Regions from separate parts of the Mus musculus genome. Here regions 1, 3, 4, 5, 6 and 7 are each linked to region 2. The links are chromatin contacts, called in public HiChIP or PLAC-seq and promoter capture Hi-C maps. All regions are on one chromosome and are shown on one strand. The core of a region is the stretch at or near the end of the contact, and the rest is flanking DNA. Distances in the headings are between cores, read along the strand shown.

Region 1 (3,018 bases), core at 296-2,795, 650 kb after region 2:
GGTTTGAGTGCTTGACTGGAGCTTTAAAGTAGACAGTAGAGTCGGCACACCAGAAGAGTTAGGACTTGTGGATTAAAAATACTGTGCAATCTTTTCTAGGACTGTCTCATACATCAAGTAAAGGCAGTGTCTGGTGGCACTGAAGAGTAAGTATAGGACAAGATAAGGAGGTAAAGAAATACAGCACACTAGAGAGCCTTGACGTGCTCGATGCTCAGGAGCTCAAAGTGAAGAAAAATGTAAAACAGAAATCATATTCTCTTTTTCCAACTCATCAAAATTATCATTTGAAAGATCTCAAAATTTTATCAAAACGTATTTTCAGGGATTTTTTTTTTTTGCATCTAATGTAAAAGAAAGAATTAAACTTTGTTTTGGGTTTCTGTTAATATAACAAAATATTTTTAAAATGTAAATTTACAAGGAGGTAGATAAAGGGAGATGTTTATTTTTTTTTTCATAGGTTTGGACAATTTGGCCAGTGGTTGGTCTGTGCTGTGGCTGTGCATCATAGTCCAAGGTGTTTAGTGGAGGAAATCTATTAGCTTCAAGAGAGAGAGAGAAGCAGTTCCAGGGTCCTACCATACCTATAAAGGGTATCTCCACAATGACCACAAGACCATACCTGAGGTTTTACCCTACACTTTTAGCACTTTTAGCACCCTACATTTTTTACATTTCTATGATAAAAATCTGAAAGTTAGCCCATGAACACACAGGCCATTTGGGAGACACTAAGATCTAAACTATTCAGTCTTTTGTACAAGAAAGAATTCTAGCAAACAGGAGTTGTTGGGAAAGCGTCCTTTTCTTTTTCCTATATTAAAGAACAAGGAAACATAAGAGAAGTAAAGATAGTTTTTAAATAACACTCATTCATTCTAGTTGTAATTTCTGCTCTAGCAAAATCAAGTTAAATAGTTTCATTGTGCAAATTATAATGATAAATGAGCAAAGATTAAAGGAAGAAAAGCACATTTTGATATATATATAGTTATATTTGTTGAAAACCATGATGTTTTTAAATGAAAACCCAAAAGAACAAGTATATGTCTGCACCAAATTAAATGAGTGCTACACATAGAACTGGATTGTTTAATACAATCCATAAAGAACTACTCAAATCAATGAAGAGAAACATGTGCAGAACAAAAATCTTGATATGTTTTTTCAAAAGATTAAAATGCATTTCCTAAAAGTAAAATCTCATGACAATAGGCACTTGTTTAGTGCTGCATCACTGAATTAATAAGAACACAATTTTGAATTCTCCTTCAAAATGTGTTCAACTGCTCTAGAAATTCATGGATACACCAGACCCCTAAAGCTCAGGATTAAGTCCAGCATAGTTTTGAGAAGTTGGCAAAGATGCTTTAAGAGCAGCAAACAAATGTATGCTCATGGAATGTTCAAATGCATTTGATGTTCTCACAAGAGAAGAAGAAAGAAGCCCGAGTCCCCCTCCCCTTCTCCATGCAGCCCCACTCCAGAGCTGAAAGCAGTGCACTCTTTCAAGTTCCCATCTCACCACGGTGTCTTTGTGCAGGCCTGCGCTAAACCTCTTCAATACAGATGAACACAAAATACCGGCATATTTCTCATTATGCAAGCAAGCTCCCACATACAAATTCGAAAGGAAAGCAGAGAACAGCTGCATTCCACTTTTTTCTGGCATGAATAGGGCCTTTAATATCAATACTGAAATGGAAGTGATTAGTACTATTTACTGAATTTTAAAGCACCTTGGGATGTTCAGCCAGACAGTTTATTTGATTGGCTGAACATGCGGACACCTCATTTTGGGGAAAATATGTTGGCAAAGGCAAAGAAACAGCTCTCTGGCTGCTTCACACACATTTTCAAAGGATTGGAGCAGGCATTTTTTCCTGCTTTAAAACGATGCTCTTACAAAGACTATATGCTCTTTCAAGCATTTGGGGTCATTTCTAACTAAGCACTCTTTTTAACTTTAAAATTAGGAGTATCGAAGACAATCATTTCAATTGGCTCAGCTTACAGAAAGCTTTTACCCATGTTGCTTTGAGGTAGATCAATCAGGGTAGGAATTATCCATTTAGGTAGTGGAATACTGACATAATGAATATTGCAGGTTAGTACCCCTGTGCATTATACTGATTTGATTCAGTTCTGATATTAAGTGTTTGTTGGTGAACGATTTGCTTTTAAAAATATATATCCAATCTTTTCATTTTCTCTTTCTCTCTATGGGTATTTGACATTTGTATCTACAGCACATTCAAGCTTGTCCAGAAACCTAAAAGATGAAGGTCTAAGTTCCCAGAAGCCAGTGTTAGAAGGGTGATAGGATGTGTTCTTTGAAACTTGAGTGTTCCCAAGCCCATGTGTTAAAGCTATGGCTAACAGGGAACTTCCTGGAGGAGATAGAGTCTGCTGGAGTTGAGGATTTCTAACAGACCTTACCTCCTTGTTTCTGAGTTGACCTGGATATATTTAACCAAAATGTCATTTAAATCCTGCTAGAATTTAAATATTTTTTAAAAAATGTACCCATTACTAAATAGTTCAAAAGTGTAAATAAAAACTATCAAATGTAGAAGACAATAATTTTGCCACCTGACAGTGCTTATAGATATTTCACATTTGAACAGTATAATACATTCAGATACTTAGCCAAGACAGACAAATTATTAAACCAAGGATTATGGGAATACCCATATACAGTGAAAAATTAAACCTGTAGTTCTATCCATGCCTTCAGCTGACTGAAGTACAATCATCCATAGCTAAGAGAGAAGCTTTGGCTCACAGGGTGCTGGGAGGCCCTGAGATACGCAAAGGCTAAGGCTTCCAGGTTTCCTGTTCAAAGCAATGTCCCCAGTGTCCCTTCTCTCTTTAAGAAGGCTCTACACCCTTCCAGTAGCTCCACAAATTGAAGCCACACCTTTAATACAAGACCCTCTGGAAGACTTCTTAGATCCAGGCCACACATACACAGGGGGAAATATTTTAGTAGCAAATGTCCATATTAAAGAAGAA
Region 2 (3,458 bases), core at 230-2,729:
CCCCAGGAGAGGAGAGATGTGGCCTGTGGCTGCTCTTGGAGACGATCCCTCCGGTCCCTCCGTGTCCCTCTCAGGTTTTGCGTGCATGAAGCCAGGAGAGCAATTACTTCCCTAGAAACTCCTGGCTGTCCTATCCTTGGGCCAAGCTGAGCTCCGGGGCAGCTTCGCCAGAGTTCTCATTCTGGATCACCAGCATTAAATACCTTTCCGCTGTCCTGTGTGGCCCAAGTCAGCAGACTATGATGTAGCCCAGCCAGGGACCCTGCTTCAGCCAGGCAAAGAGCGTCGGAGCTTTACACTTGAATGCAAAGCGCTAGCTTGGCTTCCTGTAAACTTGCTATTTCCACACCCCACACCCCCCAAACGAGATCTGTTCCCCCAAATCATAATGCGACTAGCCCACAGCGTCCTGGTCTCGAGGGCCAGCGTCCGAACTCCAGTTCGGCGGCCGGAACAGAAAACAAAAGAGTTACAGAATAATTTTCACGGTGTGGGAACGCCGGATCCTCCGGGGTCCCTGCACCCCGACTCCTAGCTGCTCCTCTGGCAAGTGATCCGGAGCAAGGAAGCGATGCCACGAGCCCCCGCTGTCCAAGAAAGGGAGGGAGAAGAAGGAACTAGAATATAAACTGAATTCTCCTACTCTGCCTCAGTTCCCAGACCCCAGACACACCCCCAAAGTATTCCGTGGGTTTTCTCTCTCGATCTCTCGCTTTTTTTTTTTTTTTTTTAAATGTCTCCCGGCAAACCTAAGCAGGGATCCTTAGTGGCGAACAGCAGGAAGGAAAGAATCCGAGCAAATCGTGTCACTTTCCGCACAATCGCGTTGTTTGGCAAACCCCCGGAGCTGCTCCACAATATTTACTACCCGAGCGCACGCAGCGCCGCCGCGGGCTGCGACCGAGCGCGCCCGGGACGGGCCTCTGCGAGCCGGCCCAGTCCGCCCAGCGGGCCCCATCGCGGTCCAGCCACCGCTGCCCCCCTCCCGGGATCGAGCCGCCAGAATCGGTGCAGACAAAAGCAGAGTGTTCACCTTGTTGCAATAGTAGGGGTCCAGGCAGGGAGAAGGTCCCAGACAAGGAGCGGCGGGCGCAGCAGCGGGCTGGGCTGGAGGAGGATAAAATCTTACGTCCATTTCACTCTCACATCAAGCAACTCCTTTTCTTTTCCTTTTTGAAAAAAAAAAAAAAAAAAAAAGTGCTCAGAAAAAAAAAAAAAAGCTCAGACGGAACAGAGAGGCGTCTGGGCTCAGGAGTAAAAGAAACACCTTCCTTCCCTCACATCCGTTTGTGGTTTGTTTAAGAAGAGGAAGAAAAGAGAGAGAGAAAAGAGAGAGAGAGGAAAAAAAAAACAGAGGGTGGAAAAGCGCTCAACTCTCCCCCCCAAGCCGTGGCGCGCACCCGTCCACACCGAGCGCGCAGCCTGCCTGGTCCGCTCGGCCCCGGCGCTGTCGGCCCGCCGCCGCCGGGCAGGTAACTTCACGCGCTCATTGTCCCCCCCGCCCGCCGCCCCATCCCCGCCTCCCGCGCCCTTCGCCGCCCGGCACTCGCGCTCGGGCTCGGGGTACTGGGCGTTTTATTGGAGACTCTGCCTTGCTTTGCTTTTAGTTTTTCTCCACGTTAGAGGCCTGGGATGGGGGAGTGATGGAGTGTGTGTGGTGTTGCAGGGGAGATCAAGATCGGAGGACACTAGTGCCCCGGACCGGCGGGGTGCCGACAGAGGCTGGACGCGGCCCAGAGGGTACAGTTGGGGACCGAGAACCAGGCGAGGGACAAACGCAGAAGAAGGGAATGCGGCTCGATCAGTAGTGGCGGGACCCCGGGCAGCGTCAGTGCCCCAGTCAGCACCCCCGGGTGGGTGCCATGGAGGTGGATACAATCACACAAAGGGGCTGGAGAGACTGAGCAAAGGCTGACTGGGGCACCGTGGGGCTCGCACAGCAAGGGGGCGCTGTGGCGCACCCCCGCCCAGCACCCGCAGCCCCACCCCCGCCCCACCCCATTCTTTGAGCCCCCCACCACTTACTCCTGCCCGCTAGCTGCACTGCCAACCTCTGCCCCGCGCGGGAGGTAGAGGAGAGGCTGTCTTGTGGCGCTGCTCGGGAGCCTGCAGGGAGCGCAACCTCTGCCCCATTCTAGTGTGCAGCTGACCAAGGGACCCCAGTTGATCTCTGTGCGAGGAGCGGTGCTCCTGGAGTTAGTGCTCAGAGAGCCTCGGCATTCGGCTTTGGTTCTCAGTGGGAGGGTTTGCAGAGGCTGAGCCTGCCCTTGCGGGACTAGCAAAAAAGACTCCAGGGGTGCTTAGAAGGGTAAATAAGGAAACAGTTATCAGCACACCATGCGCTACAGGGAACACATCTGGGCTAGTTACTTGCCTCTTGGAATTATACTTTCACTGTTGGATTCCCAGTAGCACTCTTGGAGCTCCACTGCCCACCCCAACCTTCACGAATCAGCTGTCTGCTTCCCTGGGCTCTCTTTGTTGGTAGGATAAAGATATCATCCATATTTTGCTTTACTTCGTCAACCCCAAAAACTTGCAATATTGTGTCCCCTGGCATCTGGGAGAGTTTTGGGACCCTGATGACTGTCCAGCGGACATCTTACGTTCTCCCTGAGAAAGACTTTAGAGAGAAGTTAATATAGGGGTGGGCAATGTTTACCTTTCAAGGGTGAATTCCTGATTGCTTCACACCTTAGGGGCCTAAGACCCTGTAAAAAAGTGGAAAATTCATGTCCACAGGTATCTGTTTCTGGCGTCAAAGAATATATGGAAACAGTCTTGTTACCTCCCATCCCCCACCCCAAACCGTTTTTAGTACATGGTGGGTAATAGCCAGCTACTCTCTAGCTCTCTGCAGCCTTTTCCAGGTTTCTCTTCCCTTATAATAGGAGCACCAGTCAAATGCAAAGATCTGAGGAAGCAACAGATGCCCTGTAAGGATAGTAAATTAGCATCCTGGGGTTCTCTCCTCTATGCAAAGGCCTTTGGAAACTTTTCCTTGACTTTGGTTTCCATCCATGGTAGCCTCTTTCTCTTAAACTGTTGTCCTCAGGTCTTCCTTTTATGGGTAGGAAGAACACAGCTTCTTACCTTAAGAGTAATGTGATGGATGTTGGCTTTAGAAATGAGGAAGGATTTTCACTCTGCATTCAAACCCTCTGAGTCACAAAATAAGTGAAAGGGTGATCTTTCCTCTATTAAAGGTCTTTACAATAACAAGTACATAGGTTCAGGGCTTCATAGCACCGATTTTAAAATTCATTTGTAGATGTTAAAGTGGGTGGGGCTATAAAAAGTCTGTAGCTTTAAATAAACACGTAATCTCAAGTTTCTGTCATCAACAAATTATACTGTATAAAGTTTGAGGTTTATAAACTTCCCTAGGATTCATAATCAACTTCTGTTTGGCCCTCGGGCCAGCAGAAAGATGGGCTGGTTTATCGCTGGAATGGTCC
Region 3 (3,434 bases), core at 652-3,151, 760 kb after region 2:
GTAGAAGAATGAGAATTGATCCATTCCTACCTTCTTGTACCAAGTTCAAATCTAAGTGGATCAAGGAACTCCACATAAAACCACAGACACTGAAACTTATAGAGGAGGAAATGGGAAAAAGCCTTGAAAATATGGGCACAGGGGGAAAATTCCTGAACAAAATAGCAATGGCTTGTGTTGTAAGATTGAGAGTCTACAAATGGGACCTCATAAATTTGCAAAGCTTCTGTAATGCAAAAGACACTGTCAATAAGACAAAAAGGCCAACAACAGATTGGGAAAGGATCTTTACCAATCCTAAATCTGATAGGGGACTAATATCCAATATATATAAAGAACTCAAGAAGGTGGACTCCAGAAAAATCAAATAACCCCATTAAAAATGGGGCTCAGAGCTAAACAAAGATTTCTCACCTGAGGAATACCAAAACGCTGACAAGCACCTGAAAAAATGTTCAGCATCCTTAATCATCAGGGAAATGCAAATCAAAACAACCCTAAGATTCCACCTCACACCAGTCAGATTGGCTAAGATCAAAAATTCAGGTGACAGCAGATACTGGCAAGGATGTGGAGAAAGAGAAACACTCCTCCATTGTTGGTGGGATTGCAAGCTTTTACAACCACTCTGGAAATCAGTCAGGCAGTTCCTCAGACTGGACATAGTACTACCGGAGGATCCTGCAATACCTCTCCTGGGCATATACCCAGAAGATGTTCCAACCGGTAAGAAGGACACATGCTCCACTATGTTCATAGCAGCCTTATTGATAATAGCTAGAAGCTGGAAAGAACCCAGATGCCCCTTAATAGAGGAATGGATACAGATAATATGGTACATTTACACAATGGAGTATTACTCAGCTATTAAAAAGAATGAATTTATGAAATTCCTAAGCAAATGGATGGACCTGGAGGGCATCATTCTGAGTGAGGTAACCCAATCACAAAAGAACTCACATGATACGTACTCATTGATAAGTGGATATTAGCCCAGAAACGTAAGATACCCAAGATACAAGATACAATTTTCAAAACACATCAAACTCAAGAAGAACGAAGACCAATGTGTGAACACTTTGCCCCTTCTTAGAATTGGGAACAAAACACTCATGGAATGAGTTACAGAGACAAAGTTTGGAGCTGAGACGAAAGGATGGACCATTTAGAGACTCCATCCCATAATCAGCCTCCAAACGCTGACACCATTGCATACACAAGCAATATTTTGCTGAAAGGACTCTGATATAGCTGTCTCTTGTGAGGCTAAGCTGGGGCCTAGCAAACACAGAAGTGTATGCTCATAGTCAGCTATTGGATGGATCATAGGGCCACCAATGGAGGAGCTAAAGAAAGTACCCAAGGAGGTAAAGGGGTCTGCAATCCTATAGGTGGAACAACATTTTGAACTAACCAGTACCCCCTGGAGCTCATGTCTCTAGCTGTATATGTATCAGAAGATGACATCGTCAGCCATCAGAGGAGAGGCCCATTGGTCTTGCAAACTTTATATGCCTCAGTACAGGGGAACACCAGGGCCAAGAAGTGGGAGTGGGAGTATAGGGGAGTGGGGGGGGCATATGGGGGATTTTGTGATAGCATTGAAAATGTAAATGAAGAAAATACCAAATAAATAAATAAATAAATAAATAAATAAATAAAAGAAGAGATAGGAAAAATGCTGAAGGAGCCGTTTATCAACCAAGCAGATCCCCCAGAACTCCCAGGGGCTAAACCAACAACCAAAGAGTACACACAGAGACACCCATGGCTCCAGCTGCATATGTAGCAGAGGATTGCCTTATCTGGCATCAAAGGGAGGGGAGATCCTTGGTCCTGTGAAGGTTGGACGCCTCAGTATAGAGGAATGCTAGAGAGGTGAGGCAAGAGTGTGGAGGGCACTCTCAAAGAAGCAGAGTGGAAGGAGAGGAGATAGGGGGTTTGAGGAGGGGAAACTGGGAAGGGAGCTAACACTTGATATATAAATTTAAAAAATAACCAAATATCAAAACAACAACAACAACTACAAAAATAGAAAGTGAAAAAAGAAAAGAGGAACTACATGGTGAAATGGTGCATACCAGTAGTACTGATGCAGCATGGGGACTGAACACTGGAGTCCACACATTTGCAGGCATATGAAGGAAAATCTCCAGGTTACTAACAAGACTGCTGACTAAGAAAATCATCTTGGGATCCCTACTGCTTGTGACCTTGGTTGCCAAAGACAGAGATGGGAAGGGAAGAAGGAAGGAAGGAGGCAATAATATATAGTATATAATTTATAATTTATTTCTGTGTCTTTAAATAGCCTTCACTGGTGTAAGAATTATTTTGATCTGATTTTGGAAAGTGCAAATACAAAAGAGATTCTGTTTTACATCTATAAAGAAACCACTATCATGAAGGGAAAAGACATGACAAGATCAGGACACATGCCTTTATACTACTGCGTATTAACTACAGGGACTTGCTGCACGCTGGATGATTAGCCCTGAGCCTTCTTCCAAACAAGGTGATGAAGAAGGCACCGACTTGAATCTTTACAGCATGATGATTGCATCATAACAGAGCCTCTCCCCACAGACTTTCTTCTTACCAAGAACAATATTTAAGCCTAATATCAAACCATTTTTTTAACTCTAAAGATTTACTGATTTCTCTCATGTGCACAAGAGGTTACAAAATATTCAAGTGTTTTTTCTCCTATTAATCTATCTTTTGTTACAGACAGTCCTAGATAAGACTTCATGAAGAATGAAAGGAAAAAAATCATTTTTGTTCCCGTATAGTTCTGGTAGACTTAAGGATATATGAGAGTTTGAAAAATAGAGTATATTATAGATAATGAACCCACTGTTGCAAAATCTCATGCTAGACCCCTTTGTTTTTCCAATCTGTGGTTATTCCATAAAACAAACAAACAAACAGGGACCACAAACATATCACAGTAAGCACAGTGTAGAATATACACAGAAGACAAAAATTTGTTACCAAGGAAGTGCATACTTGATTGACAAAAATTTTAAGACGATTGCTTTTGGAGGCAAAAGAGAAAACATGGCCAAGTAGCTGAGAAATTCAGAGCACACACAGTGTGTGCACAAATAGAAACTATCACTGTGGCCCTGAGTGGTCTAAGATGACCACAAATTATAAAGTTAGAAAAGGTGTAAAACTGAAAGCAAAACTTCCTGGAGCTATTCAGAACTGGGTTTGAAGAGACAGAAAAAGAATCAGCAAACTTCAGAGAGATCAACTGAAATTACACTAGATAAGGAAGACAAAGAAAAAAATCAAGGGAAATTATCACAACATTAGGAGCAGGACCAGTTGGTACATGCGCCATAGGGATTCCAGGAACACTGGAGAAAAAGAGGGGAACTGGAACAGTTAAAGGAATGATGCTCTCTGAGCTCAATTTAGATCAGGAA
Region 4 (3,439 bases), core at 196-2,695, 700 kb after region 2:
ATTCTGATTCAAACCATTAACAGACTCAAATTTGAATGATCTGTTTTCCCACCAATGTATGATGCTGTGACTTGGTAGTACTTGTATTATAGTGAAGTTTCATGTGTCATGTAAGTTTTGAGCAATAATACACTTTTAAGAAGTTAGGCCTTAGGCTGAGGATGTAGAAGGGGAAGTCTACTTGAATGTGTAAGCATCTAGCTCACTTCCAAGGAGTGGAAGATGAAAGAGCAGAAAGAGGATTAAGAGGAGGGGACGAAAAGGAGGATGTTGAGTGGTCCAGAAAGCATGTCCTTTAGGAAGGGTTAATGAAGTCAGTTTACACAAGGAGTTGGTCCCCAGAACTGAAGTTTACAAAAAGAACTTGCCCAGTTCTAATTCTCCCTTTTAAAGTGTGTTTATGTTTTTTTTTTCTTTTCTGCTAGCATCTAGAGCAATGTGATGAAGCTAGCATGCAGCCTCTCCAGAAGCAACAGATGACAAAGGAATGCTTTGAAACATGCAGAAATGTTGGCTGATTAAGCCCTAGGAGTTGTGCTATAACAACACAACCTGTAATAAGACAAATATATTACAGAAGTTTAAGACTATATAATAGAATAAAATTAGGCGTGCTATCTAAAATGGTGAAGATTTGGATGTATTTCCGTAAGCCAATTGACTAAGGTGTTTCTTATGTCCTTATTCATATTATTTGAATGTTAGCAGTAATTTTGCCTTTTTTCTACATATTTTGAAGAATGATAGTCCAATTAATGTAACTCATCTCTCATTTTGAAAACTATACTTGTTTGCAAAAGAAAAAAATGTGATGGGACATAAATCACCACAAAAGTGTTTTTGCCAAGTGTTCCATTATACACGGTGGGAAAGACCTCTATGTACTTACCATGTCCTGACCATGCTTACAGGACTTCAGTAACCTGGAACACTTTTGCAAGTCTGTGAAATGGATAAGGGCAGGAAAGGCAGTGAAAATCCACTCACATGATAGGCATGAAATTGGTCCTAAAGCCTTCAGAAGGAAGCCAAACTTGGTATCACCAACCTGGCACCAACAGTCTAAAAGCTGATTTTCTGTCTACTTGGTGAACAGGTTGAAATATGTCATTGGAAAGTGTCAAATTCCAGACCTGAAATTTAAGGATCTGTTAAAGAAGGTCCCTCTGTGGTATCAAGCTCACCACACATTAGGTCAGTCAGAGACTTACAAAAAAGACTGGATCTTCTTTTCTGGTTGCAGAGTCTTCTGTTGGAGGAGACTGAAGCACAGGCAAGTGGAAGCTGTTCTTTCTCTTCAGAAAATGTGAACAGTATTCTGCATTCCTGTGGGAGACAGTCGAGTTAAGATGCCTATACTCCCCAGCTTGGCAGGTGTAACTACAGCTTTCATGCTGTCCCCTGTCAGTTCTGGCTTTGATTCCTTTGTCTTTTCATTGAGCTTTCATTGGTACAGCCTGCCACACCCTGGTACCTCTCTGCATTAGCCCTGAGGTTATGAAAACAGTTGGTAGGAGAGGTGGTAGGAAATAGAACTGTGTGTGCCTGGAGCACAAGGATCTTTCTAACTAACTTTATGAGCAGAATTTTTATTTTAATATCATCATCTTCTTCTTCATCATCCATTTTATTTCCCATTCACTGTCCCCCTCCTGGTCACCCCCTGCCACAATCCTTTCTCATACCCTCTCCCCTTCTCTTATGAGTGTGTGCCCCCTGCCCAGGCATCCTCCCACTCTGGCACATTAAATCTCTGTGATGCTAGGTGTTTCCTCTCCTGTTGAAGCCAGACAAGGTAGCCCAACAAGAAGAACATATCCCACATACAGGCTATACCTTTCGGAATAGCCTCTGTTTCAGTTGTTTGGGACCCACACACGGACCAAGCTGTACATCTGCTACATACGTGTGCGAAGGCCTAGGTCCAGCCTGTGTATGTTCTTTGGTTGGTGGTTCAGAATCTGAGATTTCCAAGAATCCAGGTTAGTTGGTTTTGTTGATCTTCCTGTGAAATTCCTGTCCCCTTCAGGGCCCACAATCTTTTCCCATATTCTTTCATAAGACCCCCAAAGCTCTATCCAGTATTTGGCTGTGGGAATCTGTATTTGTCTGAGTCGGCTTTTAGGTGGAGGCTCTCAAAGGACAACATGCTTCTGTCAACAAGCATAATAGAGTATCATTAATAGTGTCAGAGATTGGTGCTTGTCCATGGTATGGGTCTCCAGTTGGGCCAGTTATTGGTTGTCCATTTCCTTAGTGTGTGCAGATTATATGAATTCAAAGCTTCCTCGGAGATCACTACATTTTGAATATATCTCCAAAGTTCTTATGCTTGTTTGAAACTCAATCTACACATTCACGTATTGGTGGTTTTTTAAAGTGAGGCCTTTGGGATTAAAAATATTACATAAGATCCTGAGTATGAAGTATCCATGATAGGATTATTAGATCTACCAGAAGAAAGAAACCCCAACTTTTATGTTCTCACCTTCTATGCCCTCTCCCAGATAATAAAGCAGCAAGGAGTATCTCACCAGGTGCCAGCAATTTGAACTTAAACTTTGCATCCTCCTGAATTGAGAACCAACTAAACTTTCATTTCGTAAAAATTGCCCCGTTAGTGGTACTGTTGCAGCAGCAAAACCAAAACCTAAGAGCTCGCTTGGGAGGGCTGGCCACACAGATAACTTTCACAACCATTTGGCAATAGTAACCAGAGAAATGGCAATTCTCTGCATATGACTCAAGGTCAAAACAGGCCTTATATGTGTGCTGTATAAATAAGTGTGGGAATAAAATATTCTGCTTATGCTTTCCACCAATAAGCAAATGGAACTCAATGACTCAGAGATGTTGAAAGTACTAAAACACAAACATTTTGCTATGTTCCTCATTTTGTAAGTGGAACGAAAATGGTTGTTTACAGCTGTGTGGCAAAAAGAATATAAAACAGATTTTTTCCTCCTGTATAAGACTAATATAGTCATTACTGAGAAATAAAGAATATGTATACAGCACAATATTATGCCCTAAGTCATTTCCTGGTTAAGATGGGGCAATAGTTTACTGTGGGAGAAATGGAAAGTATAAATGGTGACAAGACTCCAATATGATGGTCTTGATGGAATGTCTCACATATCTTATGCATTTTAAAAGCTCAGCTCATATTTCATTCATGTGAAACATTATGTTATTTTGGCAATACTGTGGTTTTGTTGTTTCAATAATTGACAACAGACCAACTTTTCAGATTCAATCATCAAGAACAGTTTCATTACATAATTGTAAAAAGAAATATCATTACAGTACACTTTTGTTTTGCTTTATAATTGTTTTAAAAATAAGGGCACAACCTTCTCTGATTTTAACCTGACGCTTCAATACTTGGCTTTGAGACAAACACAAACCTTTCTCGGCATCTAATCTTTTTTATAAACTC
Region 5 (3,429 bases), core at 154-2,653, 900 kb after region 2:
TTGACTAAATTGCAGTCTTCACTGAATATGAATGACCTTAGAATCTTCATGATTCATTTAATACATACATGAATAATTTTAGAATTGGAAATCACTATGCTGGCTATGCTTTTGGTTGATGTTTTTGGTTAATGTAATGTTCAAGCTCAGTGTTTCAATCATAGGTGATTTTCCATATCTCTGCCTTATTTTTCCATGGAGATTTTCATTGAATCATTCTCAGTTAATTTTTAAAGCATATACTTACATATTTCTAAAGTCATATAATACATTCTACAATAAATTCTCAAAAATATACGGGTTCATATTTAAGCATTTGTAATTAAAAATGTTTTATATAATTTTTAAACTTTGATAAGCTTGCATTAGTAACTATTGTTATTCAATTCACACCCAACATCTTTTCTTACCTAAATTAAAGCCTTATTGGGGGCATTCATTCAAGCTGTAAGTGTTTTCTCTAGTGAACTACCAATTCATTTCCCCCACAGCATGTTCTAATTTGTGCTTCTAGTGGTTTGTAGAAGCATATGGAGACCAACTGCGGTTATGTTTTGAGATTTTCTCTACAAAACACAGTAATTGCTTTTGTTTTGCTGATTGCTCTTGAAGACAGTTTCAAACCTTTTCAACTCTGCCTTTATTCCCCAGGTTTTTAATTGGAGACCCTTTTCTGTCGTGTCAGGTGGATTCCTAGGGATGAGCTCATTGGATGGGGTTGCCTAATCTGTCCAGACGGTCGATGATCTTTAAGAAGTATCAACCCCTTGCTCATAACTGACAAATTGTTCCCAGGTATCAGACATCATCAGACCTGTTTTTTCCATAGTGCTATGAACACAAAAGCAGAAGAAGCATAAAAGGTAACAAGCCTTTTGTAACATGAAAGAGAAAGCAAGATTGGCATATCTTTTGCTTGGGCTTTCTTCTGGATGGGGACAGGGAATGTAGTGGCAAAAGATGCAATAATACAAGCATCTTTCTGATTGATTAAAGTAGAGAAGTGTGTTCTTTGGTTCATAAATAATGCTCTATTACTTTTCTTCAAAGACAACTAAACCTTGACAGACTGACCTTTTCCAGGGCCCGAGTTGTTTCAATGCCATAAATTATACTGTAAAATGACTGAAGATGCAACTGAGGAGTGTGTGACAAAATAAGATTAAAGATTACTGCACACAAAAGATTGTTGTTTTATTAATGGATTCCTGTCAATGGATGAAAAATTCTCAGCCTTCCACTGGATCCTGAGATCATGTAAGGTGGAGAATTAGGAGGGCATTTCCTAAGAGCTACACATATCCAAACAGCAATATCCCAATTAGCATATTTCTCCCTTCTGAATTGCATTGTCTCCTGAAACAAATGTTGCTATTGTAGAAGAATACTGTAACACCCACTGTCATTTACTCTCAGAGGCTGGCTTCTGTTGACCACATTGACTAGCTCCCACACCACGAACACACATTTTGAGATCAGAGGAAACATTTTGCAGAACAGAAGCTTCTATGTTGTCTTCGTCGGTGTGTTGAGAACTGCCAAGCAAGAGAGCATATGGCAATGTAGTAATTCTGAAACCATTCATTTATCTGGTGAGCATTCAATGTGACAAAGCCATTCGTGTCACTTTAAAAAGAGAAAAAAAATAACCTCATGGCAACTAAAGCTGTAAGCAGGGCCCTGGAATTCTCTCTCAGTACACATTTCTAATTTTATGAATTAAAAAGATCTTCTATAACATCAATTAAAATCCAATGAAAGTTATATCGTGTCTACTTAAAGGACTGGGCATGCAATGAGTGTTGAGAACTGTTAAGAGTCTACATGTTATCTGAATACATAGATTATTTCTTCCCCTGTGTTTCTTGGGTCATTTTGGCTGTTGTTTTAATTATACCTGCCCAATTTGTCATTAAAAGTAAGACTGTATATTCAAAACACTGTCTATGGCCTCTCTGCAAGTGTAACTGCAATCAAAACAAGCAAGCAAACAAATTACTCGAAGTATCTAGACCATGTTAGCAAGACAGAGTGAAAAAGAGAGCAAGAAAGAAAAGCGGGATTTACAAAGTGGGATTTATATCATGAAATATATTTCAAACAATAAATTTCAACTCTAAATTCCAAACAGGATTTAAGACTCTTTATCCTGTGGCAGACACAATGGGCTAACACAGAACTGAAAATAAAACATCACCCTATAGAAGTGAATTAAGATTTTTGAAACTTTGCTTGGCATTTGATCTAGGATGGCACACTTCAGCAGTAACACGGCTCCTTGTTAGATAGGGCATATGCTCAGCATGGCAGGCTGTTATAAATCATGCCTTGCCACCAAGAAAAATAGATACACTGGCTCTGCACAGCTTTGTCATTCTTTATAACTAGAAACAGGGTATCAGTGCTTCCTTCATTAGAGTAAGAACAAGAATGGATGCCTTAATCCACAAACACCATTGTAAAGATGGGTGTCAGGAAGTCAACTGACAAAACAATGAGATTAATGTGGCAACGAGCATCCATCTACTTCCCAGACATATTCTGCTTAATGCACATGGAGGGTCATGATGTGGTGGGGCTATGTTTGCATGTCTTTTCATTTTGTATAGAAAACAGTGCTTTTTATCTACTCTTTCCAGTATGCAGTCTGTTCACATAGTGTGTAAACCATGTGAGGAGTAATCCAAGTGTTCTAATTTTGCATTGGTCAAACTACAAATCAAAGATATTAAATCATATGGGTTTTGTACCCTGATTCATCTTGGGGGGAAATATAAAGATATAGATCCTATGTTGCTCCCATACCTTCTGAATTCTTCTAGAATATTTAACAGGATGTGATAATTTTTTTACCCTACAGGATGTCAGGCAGGGCAGAAGGGGATAGCATAAATTAAGAATCTTCACATTATAATTGGACTTAGAAAACACCCATGGTGGTGCGCACTGTAATCTCGACGTCATGAGGCAGGAAGGAGCAAGAGGATCAAAGCTGCAGATCATCCTGGGCAGTGCAGTGAGTTTTAGCCTTTGCCGGGCATGCATGAGACCATGAGATCTAGGGAGGAGAGAAGGGGAGGAGAAAGGATGGGAGGAGAGGTGAGGAGAAGATAAGGAGAGGAAATGGAAGTAGAGGGAGGAGTGGACAGGGACAACCATACTGTATAAGCCAGAACAGTAGTGATTTCAAGCACAGAAACCAGGCTTTTGTGCACCTGTAATGTTAGCACCTAATGACTTATGTTGAATGTCAAACACTTTTTCTAAAACAGGTACTCATCTAAGCTATCCTTTTGCTTTACCATTAAAAAAAAAAAGGACTTCCTCTATTATCTCTTTTATGATGTGGAGAAGCTATATACTCATCAGCAAATAAGCACCCACTTCCAAATTGGCTCGTCAACCAATTGTGGTCCCTGGAGCCCTCAC
Region 6 (3,079 bases), core at 70-2,569, 740 kb after region 2:
GGCTACTTATTCCTTCAATTATTTTTAAAATGACTCATTTGTGTACTACTGGACTTTTCCTAATCCATCAAACAGGTGGCTTGCCTGCTACAGGGGCAAGCTAGAATATTAATTGTCTGTTAATCTCAGGGAAATTCCCTGTAGTAGACTGTAGCAATAATTCACTTACCAAAGGAGAACTTTGACAACCTAAAACATCCATGCAAAATTATGAATAAATTTAATTGGATGGTTTAAAAATATAATTTCATAGAGCCTGTGCCTGCATCTTTGCTCTTGGGTTCCATAGGCACACTATAGACCCAGCAAATGACACCTATTACCATCAGTCAGTGCAGGACTCCCCTCTGGCTTTCTTTTTATTTGTTTATTTGCTTGTGTATTTCTTTATTTTGCTTACTACTTATAATATTAACTTCTAAATATGTTTTCATTTGTCTAATTTTCCAACTATTTAAATTCATAATCTTGGTGTGTGTGGAGAGGTGTTGCTTGGTTGGGTGGATATCCACAGAAGCCAGAAGAGTACATCAAATCTCCTGGAGGTACAGTTACAAATGGTTATGAGCCATCTAATATGGATGCTGGAAACTAAACTTGGGTCTTCTGTTTCTCTTAGAGAAGAGCAAGCACTATTAATTGCTGAGCCATGCCTCTACCCTCAATTCATGATCTTAAAATGGTCCTCTCCTTTAAAATAAAAGGTTCCTGCACATAGTCTAGGGTGGTGGCTCATTTCTGTAATCTCAGGACTCCCAAGGCTGAGGCAGGTAGACTATTTTAATTTGGAAGGCCTGCCTAGGCTGCAGAATCAGTTCCAGACAAGGCTTGACAGTGGAAATTATTCAACTGTGTCAAATTTGGCAACTAAACACACACACACACACACACACACACACACACACACACACAACTATGGTAAATTTAGCACAAAAACAAAAAAAAAAAACTTTACTAGTATAAGTTGCTATTACAGAAAAGACACAGTAATTTAAAACACAAGCCAAATAAATCAAGGTTATACTGCTTAAGAGAAAAGCTCTATCTTTAATGATATATATGTTCATTACATAAAATGTCTAAAACTGAAAAGTTGAACATCTCTTTTATTGAGGTGTAAAATTATTTATTTTAAAACAAAAAAGTCCATCATATTAAAAACTATGTAGATTAAAACAAACTATGTAATTCTACTGTGAACACTGAAAAAAAAAATGCTGTGAGGATTCTTTCCTTATAACACTGTGCCCCTGTGACCAGAGCAGAGCAGAGTGGAGACCCTCTGGAACAGGAACTCTGAGTCTGCCCCGCCTCCCAGAGGTACTCCTCATTCTTCAGCATAGACAACTGGAGCCCAGACAGAGTCTGGCAGTCTGCTGGAATCCACAACAACAAGCAAGCAAGCAAAAAATGCCTGGAATCTGCAGAAAAAAAGAAATTGAACAGGTATTTCTCTGCACAGAAATGGTTCTGTTGGTCTGTAGAGCCCCTCTGAGACCAGGCTAAGTACAGCTCTTCACTAGCAGAAGGGCAGAAGGCAATTGTCAGCTTTATACAAGCCCACTGCCAGATGGAAAGATCTCTTGAGTAAAGGCACTAGAGAAGAGTGAAGTTTTTGGAAATGTCTTGCCTCAACAGAGGAACTAATTAACTAGAAAAAGGCTATCTGGATGTGCATTCCAAGAATGGAACAGACAGCCCTGAATGAATCAAGAGTTTCTCCGGAACTTCCTTTTCTGCCAAAACAAGATTGATTGCAGAAATGCAAACCATCATCTAGAATATATCTTTAAATAATGAAAGAAATATGATGCACAATTTGAGTAAAAATAAACCACTGTGAACCTCAGACATGAAAAAATATGATGCAACCAGCAGAAAAGAAAAATAATATCATATGATGTTATTACAAAAGCAGGTATTTAACAAGAAATAGATAATAAAGTGGGTATGGGAGGAAAGATGGAACTTCTCTCATTAATGTTCATGAAATTAACATGGAAACAAATTGGACGAGGTCTTGGGAAGAGAAAAGTGGAAGTTATCAATATAATCTACAGAAATTACGTGCATAGAAAAGAGACTGAACCACCAATCTAGGTCATGGGATGGACCTAGGCCCTTTGCATGTATGTAGCAGATTTGCAGTTTGTTCTTCATATGGGTCCCCTAACAGAGCAGGGCTGTCTTTGATACTCTTGTGAGCCTTTTGATCTCTTTCCCATAAGTGGGCTGCCTTGTCTGGCATCTCTGGGAAAAGACGTGCTCAGTCATGATGAGACTTGATGTACCAGGATGGGTAGGTCTCCCTGTGCAGGGCCTCCCCTTCTCTGAGAACAAGGGGAGGGGAAATCGAGAAAGGAGTGCGAGAGTGGGTTGGGAGGAGAGGGGGGCATTTCAATCAGGCTGTAATGTGAGTAAATAAAGTAATTAATGCAGAGAAAGAAAGAAAAAGAAGTAGAAAGAAACAAGACTCACTGTGGACCAAACGGGCTACAGCAGGCAAGCAAAATGGCCCCGCAGAAGTACTCGATCAAGAGCCAGAGTGAGGTAAAGTTATAGGGGCCCCAAAGGGTTCTCACTGGATCAAAGCTGCAGAACAGAACCAAGAGATTAGAAAACTCAAAGCACAATAAACATAAGCAAATTGGAATCTTAATCTGGATAAAGAAAATTTGAATGCTTTAAAATTTATCTTCTCCAAAGTTAAAATGAATGTGGTTTGGCCTTTAAAATATTTTAAAAATGTATATTAATCACATCATTTGGCATTTTTACTTTAATGCAATTATTTCTGCATTTTTCAAGTTTAAATAATAGGAATAAGTGACTATATCTATATTTTATTGAGTTTAACTTTCACATGTTTATAATTTTTCAATATTCTGAATATTTAAAGACAGTTTAAATTGTTCATGAGTTTGTGTGTGTGTGTGTGTGTGTGTGTGTGTGTGTGTGTGTGTGTAATGCATGCACATATCTGTTCACAAAGGCAAGAAGAGAGTGTTGGATCTACTGGAGCTGTGGAGCCACCCAAATGGGTGTTGTCAACCAAAATCAGGTACTCAGAAAGAGCAGG
Region 7 (3,451 bases), core at 574-3,073, 990 kb after region 2:
ACTGCTCTTAGCCTCTGCTCCCACTTCCACAGTGACATACTCTGATGCCATGTCCTGCACTTGCTCATAAACTACAGGTCTCTACATTCATTCACTTGTCCGAACCTATATTCATTACCTTTCTTGGTTTTGTGACCAAACCCCTAAGAAAAGCAACTTAAAGAAAGAAGTGTTTGTCTTGGCTTCCTGTTGGGAGATACAGTCCATCACAGTCATGAAATGGTGATACCAATGGCATGAGGCAGGGGGCTACATTTCATCGGTGACCAGGACAAAGAGAAGGGTGAATATTGATAATCAGCTTGCCGTTTCCTTTTTATTCAGTCCATGGAGTGGTGCCACCCATGTTTAAGATAGGTTTTCCCACCTCATTTAACTTGATCTAGGAACTCCTTTGCACTCAGTACTCCACTGTTCTCTCAGAACCCAAACAGAGGCTGAGGTGCAGTAGAACCTCAATGAGGTTTGTTTTGGTTTGTTTTGTTTTGTTTTTGTTTTTTACGCGGTTGCTATACAGCCGATTCTTTCAGGATTCCATAGCTAGCCTTGTGGTTCCAGGATACTCAAGACAGAAGGATGCTTATTTCCTCACTCTAAGTCATCTAATAGTTTCACCTTCCCTGTATCACAGTAACCCTCCCCACATCTGTATCCACACACCTACCATTCACAGGCCCCTTCCGCAGATGAGTCAGTTTTATTGAATAACTTACTGTATTTTCCATGCCTGTACCTCTGCATTGCTTGCCCACAAGGAACTCTGATGGACTCCTCAGTTTTCCATCCCTGAAACTATATACTATGGACAAATTAAGCAGAACCAAGGTTCATTGTGAGTCACTCTTTCAAAGACTACCACCCCACCCCTATTGCTGCTCATCTCATGGTGGCTGACAAGAATATAGTGGGGATAGACTGTCCTAACACCTCTCTTAGGAATGTATCCTCAATAGCCCACCATCTCACTAGGCCCAGCCTTCTTTTTTTAAAAAAAGGGGTTCTACCAGCTCCCAATTGGGTCAGCCTGAAGATTAAGCTTTTAACACATGGACCTTTGGGGGATATTTCAAATTCAAACTGTAATATCTGAAAAATGAGAACCATATTTACACTACCATTTCATTTTCTCTAAGAAATGAAGTGAGCTGTATTTTATTTCATTCTGTTCACCATATGATGAACGTTAGTTTCCAAATATTTGCCTACTAAATAGTAAAGGATCATTTTAGACGTTATACTAATTCCAAATTGATCTGTGGCTATGGCTGGCATAGGTACATCCATTTATATAAACTGTAGTTTCTTTACCTATGGTCCAAATACTATAAGATTTGAGATAGGACGTAAGATAAATGGCTAGCATGCCAGCAACCTGAACAAGAATACAATAATTAAGCTGCAAGACTGACTGGTGCCCTCTCACCCACTTCCTTTCTGACAGAAGTCTAGTAGCGCCCCATGCAGTTAACTTCCTCTCCTCTCGTGGTTGTTGCAGCGGGATGGAGATCGCATGTCATTCATAACAAAAGCTTCACTGGGGAAAACAGAACATCCCAGCAATTGTTAACACAGAGTGTTTAAAACAAAACACAGTTAACACTATTTTTGTCTAATAAAATTCTACCTCTGTCAAACAAGGAAGAAGGCATGTGCCAAGAACTACATACCCTGCCACTTTTACTTTTATGATTTTGGAAGCCATTAAGTAACTAGGAAAAAAAAAATGTGAAATGTAGCCAAGTAGGAGAGAAAGGGGTCTCTGTGTCTTTAAGCCAGGAAGAAAAATGAAGGCCAATCATTCTGAATGTGTTGCTTTAGTCATCTGGTTTCATTCTATTAATGACCTTTAACATCTGCAAAAATATTGTGAAAAGCTAATTTTGTTTGTACTGAGGTGGTGCAGAACAGTTTCTGGCTGTCACTCTAGGGTATGCTATAAAATAAAATTGTCATTCTGGGAGTTTGACAAAAGCCTACTGTATAGATTCAGTTTATTTACAACATCCAGAAATGAAAAGAAAACAGAATTTTACAACACTCCAGCATTCGGAAAATGAATAGTGTGTGTATATGTGTGTGTGTGCTTGTGTGTGTGTGTGTGTGTGTGTGTGTGTCTGTGTGTGTGTGTGTGTGTGTGTGTGTGTGTGTTTGTGTATGTCTGTGTCTGTTTTCCATACCACATACAAATATATACAAATACCTTCCCATGGCCAAGGTTGTTTTTTTTAAATGGTTCAAGTCATATAACAGAAATTTTAACCAGCAAAACTTCGTAATCCATGCTGTGCTGTTAAAATGTGAGTATCTTCAGCAAAGCAGGTTAGATTTTCTTTAGGACCTCAAGAAAGGAAAAATAGCCTCCTTTCCTCATTCCAACAAACTTTATGCTTCCATTAATTAAATAGGAATCTTAGAGAAAAAGGCAGTGCCCTAAAATCATGCCAAGACGCCATGTAAAAGAATAAATGTGGTCATACTGGCTTCGTCTTTCGTATTCACCTATTGTAGGGTCCAATTTTGTGATTGATTTGCTGACTCTACTACACAATTTTTTTCAGGTTTAAAGAATGAGGGGTTTCCTATGCAGAAGTTGGAGAGCATCATGTGCTCAACTCAGATAGCAAAACACAAATTCCGAACCAGGGCCTCATGGGTAAACCCTTGCATCCACTTAGACAAAGCTCACATCTAATAATTAAGCTTCCTGATAACACATCAACTATAAGGCCAAACACTGAGTCATGATGACTTCTAAGGAAAGGTGCCTACTGCCTTCAACATCAGCAAACTATTTCGACAAAGGATGACTTTTCAACCATCATCAGACCTCAGCTTACAAGATTCTTCTTTGCTTTTTCCTTGAGGCCACAAAGACTTTTTTCTCTATTTCCTTTTTCTTTATACTTAAAAACAGGATAATATGTCCATTTCTATTAACAGACAGCCTATGGCATGATGTATGACTCACCCACTGCCAAGCGTTGAGCAATTTATAAATAGAAGTATGGGGCAGGTCTGAGGAAGGAAACAAAACCTGAGAAAAGAGACAGATGATAAGTAGAGAGCTACAGGTACTCAGGTATCTTAAAAATGACCAGAGTCCCTAGAAACAATCCCCTCGCTGTCTGGATAACCAATAGTTTGGAATTTAAAATGTGGGCTCACAGGCTTAAGCAGAACTTCCAGCTAGATATCATGGTATCCACAGTGGACATTTTAAGGACCATCAAGGCTCAGCCCTTCACACAATGTGTTTTAGTTTTCGAGTTATTCAGTTTGATGTCTAATTCTATCTCTGAGCACGTCGTCATATTCCTCTCCCAGCATCCTGTCTGAGCCCCCAAAGCATTGGGAAGGAAAGAGCAAACTCTTCCCACCTACACTCAATCGCCTTCTGCTCGCCAGTCTTCAGTCAGCCTCACTCGGGATTCTAACTAATTGTAATAGAGGA

The links. Promoter capture Hi-C pulls out the DNA fragments that hold promoters and counts their contacts. HiChIP or PLAC-seq counts read pairs in DNA pulled down with a chosen protein or histone mark.
Region 1: an H3K27ac HiChIP or PLAC-seq map of SST interneurons shows a contact between it and region 2, with 8 times the contacts expected there. The contact joins the enhancer-like site here to the promoter of Tox in region 2. A contact is called at or near these places in 3 of 39 promoter capture datasets (hippocampal neurons and liver), 1 of 15 datasets of contacts at CTCF or cohesin (large pre-B cells), 4 of 115 datasets of contacts at active chromatin or transcription factors (the SCID.adh cell line, SST interneurons, T-cell acute lymphoblastic leukemia and 1 more) and 2 of 9 other capture datasets (embryonic stem cells and liver).
Region 3: an H3K4me3 HiChIP or PLAC-seq map of the SCID.adh cell line shows a contact between it and region 2, with 4 times the contacts expected there. The contact joins the enhancer-like site here to the promoter of Tox in region 2. A contact is called at or near these places in 2 of 39 promoter capture datasets (hippocampal neurons and liver), 7 of 115 datasets of contacts at active chromatin or transcription factors (DN3 thymocytes, the SCID.adh cell line, acute myeloid leukemia and 4 more) and 2 of 9 other capture datasets (adipose tissue and liver).
Region 4: a contact with region 2 is called in an H3K4me3 HiChIP or PLAC-seq map of the SCID.adh cell line, with 11 times the contacts expected there. The contact joins the enhancer-like site here to the promoter of Tox in region 2. A contact is called at or near these places in 8 of 39 promoter capture datasets (the C10 cell line, frontonasal cranial neural crest, hippocampal neurons and 4 more), 2 of 15 datasets of contacts at CTCF or cohesin (large pre-B cells and pro-B cells), 2 of 484 Hi-C or Micro-C datasets (CD4 T cells and double positive thymocytes), 11 of 115 datasets of contacts at active chromatin or transcription factors (the SCID.adh cell line, SST interneurons, T-cell acute lymphoblastic leukemia and 8 more) and 2 of 9 other capture datasets (adipose tissue and liver).
Region 5: an H3K4me3 HiChIP or PLAC-seq map of the SCID.adh cell line shows a contact between it and region 2, with 7 times the contacts expected there. The contact joins the enhancer-like site here to the promoter of Tox in region 2. A contact is called at or near these places in 14 of 39 promoter capture datasets (the 3T3-L1 cell line, the HPC-7 cell line, HPC-7-derived erythroid cells and 9 more), 7 of 115 datasets of contacts at active chromatin or transcription factors (DN3 thymocytes, the SCID.adh cell line, acute myeloid leukemia and 4 more) and 1 of 9 other capture datasets (liver).
Region 6: a contact with region 2 is called in a promoter capture Hi-C map of stem cell-derived epiblast-like cells, with 3 times the contacts expected there. The contact joins the enhancer-like site here to the promoter of Tox in region 2. A contact is called at or near these places in 9 of 39 promoter capture datasets (the 3T3-L1 cell line, the C10 cell line, frontonasal cranial neural crest and 5 more), 3 of 115 datasets of contacts at active chromatin or transcription factors (T-cell acute lymphoblastic leukemia, embryonic forebrain and large pre-B cells) and 2 of 9 other capture datasets (adipose tissue and liver).
Region 7: an H3K4me3 HiChIP or PLAC-seq map of embryonic limb bud shows a contact between it and region 2, with 7 times the contacts expected there. The contact joins the enhancer-like site here to the promoter of Tox in region 2. A contact is called at or near these places in 12 of 39 promoter capture datasets (the C10 cell line, the HPC-7 cell line, HPC-7-derived erythroid cells and 8 more), 1 of 484 Hi-C or Micro-C datasets (CD4 T cells), 7 of 115 datasets of contacts at active chromatin or transcription factors (SST interneurons, T-cell acute lymphoblastic leukemia, acute myeloid leukemia and 4 more) and 1 of 9 other capture datasets (adipose tissue).

What each region holds. Positions count from the first base shown.
Region 1 is chr4:7,641,551-7,644,568 of GRCm38.p6, forward strand. The region is part of intron 3 of Gm33752 (a long non-coding RNA gene); the gene reads right to left. Among named protein-coding and RNA genes, the nearest start is that of Gm33752, 5.8 kb to the right of the region's middle. Within about 2 kb of position 1,546, at least 15 of the 459 cell types and tissues checked have an H3K27ac peak or open chromatin away from gene starts, as enhancers often do. A contact at or near this core is called in SST interneurons and hippocampal neurons, where this site is marked.
Region 2 is chr4:6,989,357-6,992,814 of GRCm38.p6, forward strand. It overlaps Tox (thymocyte selection-associated high mobility group box), which reads right to left and starts at 1,480. Exons shown (of 9, transcript NM_145711.5): 1 at 1,034-1,480. The coding sequence starts at 1,135.
Region 3 is chr4:7,748,265-7,751,698 of GRCm38.p6, forward strand. No RefSeq gene overlaps it. Among named protein-coding and RNA genes, the nearest start is that of Gm23860, 71 kb to the right of the region's middle. Within about 2 kb of position 1,902, at least 12 of the 459 cell types and tissues checked have an H3K27ac peak or open chromatin away from gene starts, as enhancers often do. A contact at or near this core is called in the SCID.adh cell line, where this site is marked.
Region 4 is chr4:7,685,981-7,689,419 of GRCm38.p6, forward strand. No RefSeq gene overlaps it. Among named protein-coding and RNA genes, the nearest start is that of Gm33752, 39 kb to the left of the region's middle. Within about 2 kb of position 1,446, at least 15 of the 459 cell types and tissues checked have an H3K27ac peak or open chromatin away from gene starts, as enhancers often do. A contact at or near this core is called in the SCID.adh cell line, where this site is marked.
Region 5 is chr4:7,893,593-7,897,021 of GRCm38.p6, forward strand. No RefSeq gene overlaps it. Among named protein-coding and RNA genes, the nearest start is that of Gm23860, 74 kb to the left of the region's middle. Within about 2 kb of position 1,404, at least 9 of the 459 cell types and tissues checked have an H3K27ac peak or open chromatin away from gene starts, as enhancers often do. A contact at or near this core is called in the SCID.adh cell line, where this site is marked.
Region 6 is chr4:7,724,967-7,728,045 of GRCm38.p6, forward strand. No RefSeq gene overlaps it. Among named protein-coding and RNA genes, the nearest start is that of Gm33752, 78 kb to the left of the region's middle. Within about 2 kb of position 1,320, at least 4 of the 459 cell types and tissues checked have an H3K27ac peak or open chromatin away from gene starts, as enhancers often do. A contact at or near this core is called in stem cell-derived epiblast-like cells, where this site is marked.
Region 7 is chr4:7,976,413-7,979,863 of GRCm38.p6, forward strand. No RefSeq gene overlaps it. Among named protein-coding and RNA genes, the nearest start is that of Gm23860, 160 kb to the left of the region's middle. Within about 2 kb of position 1,824, at least 17 of the 459 cell types and tissues checked have an H3K27ac peak or open chromatin away from gene starts, as enhancers often do. A contact at or near this core is called in the HPC-7 cell line, embryonic limb bud and second pharyngeal arch cranial neural crest, where this site is marked.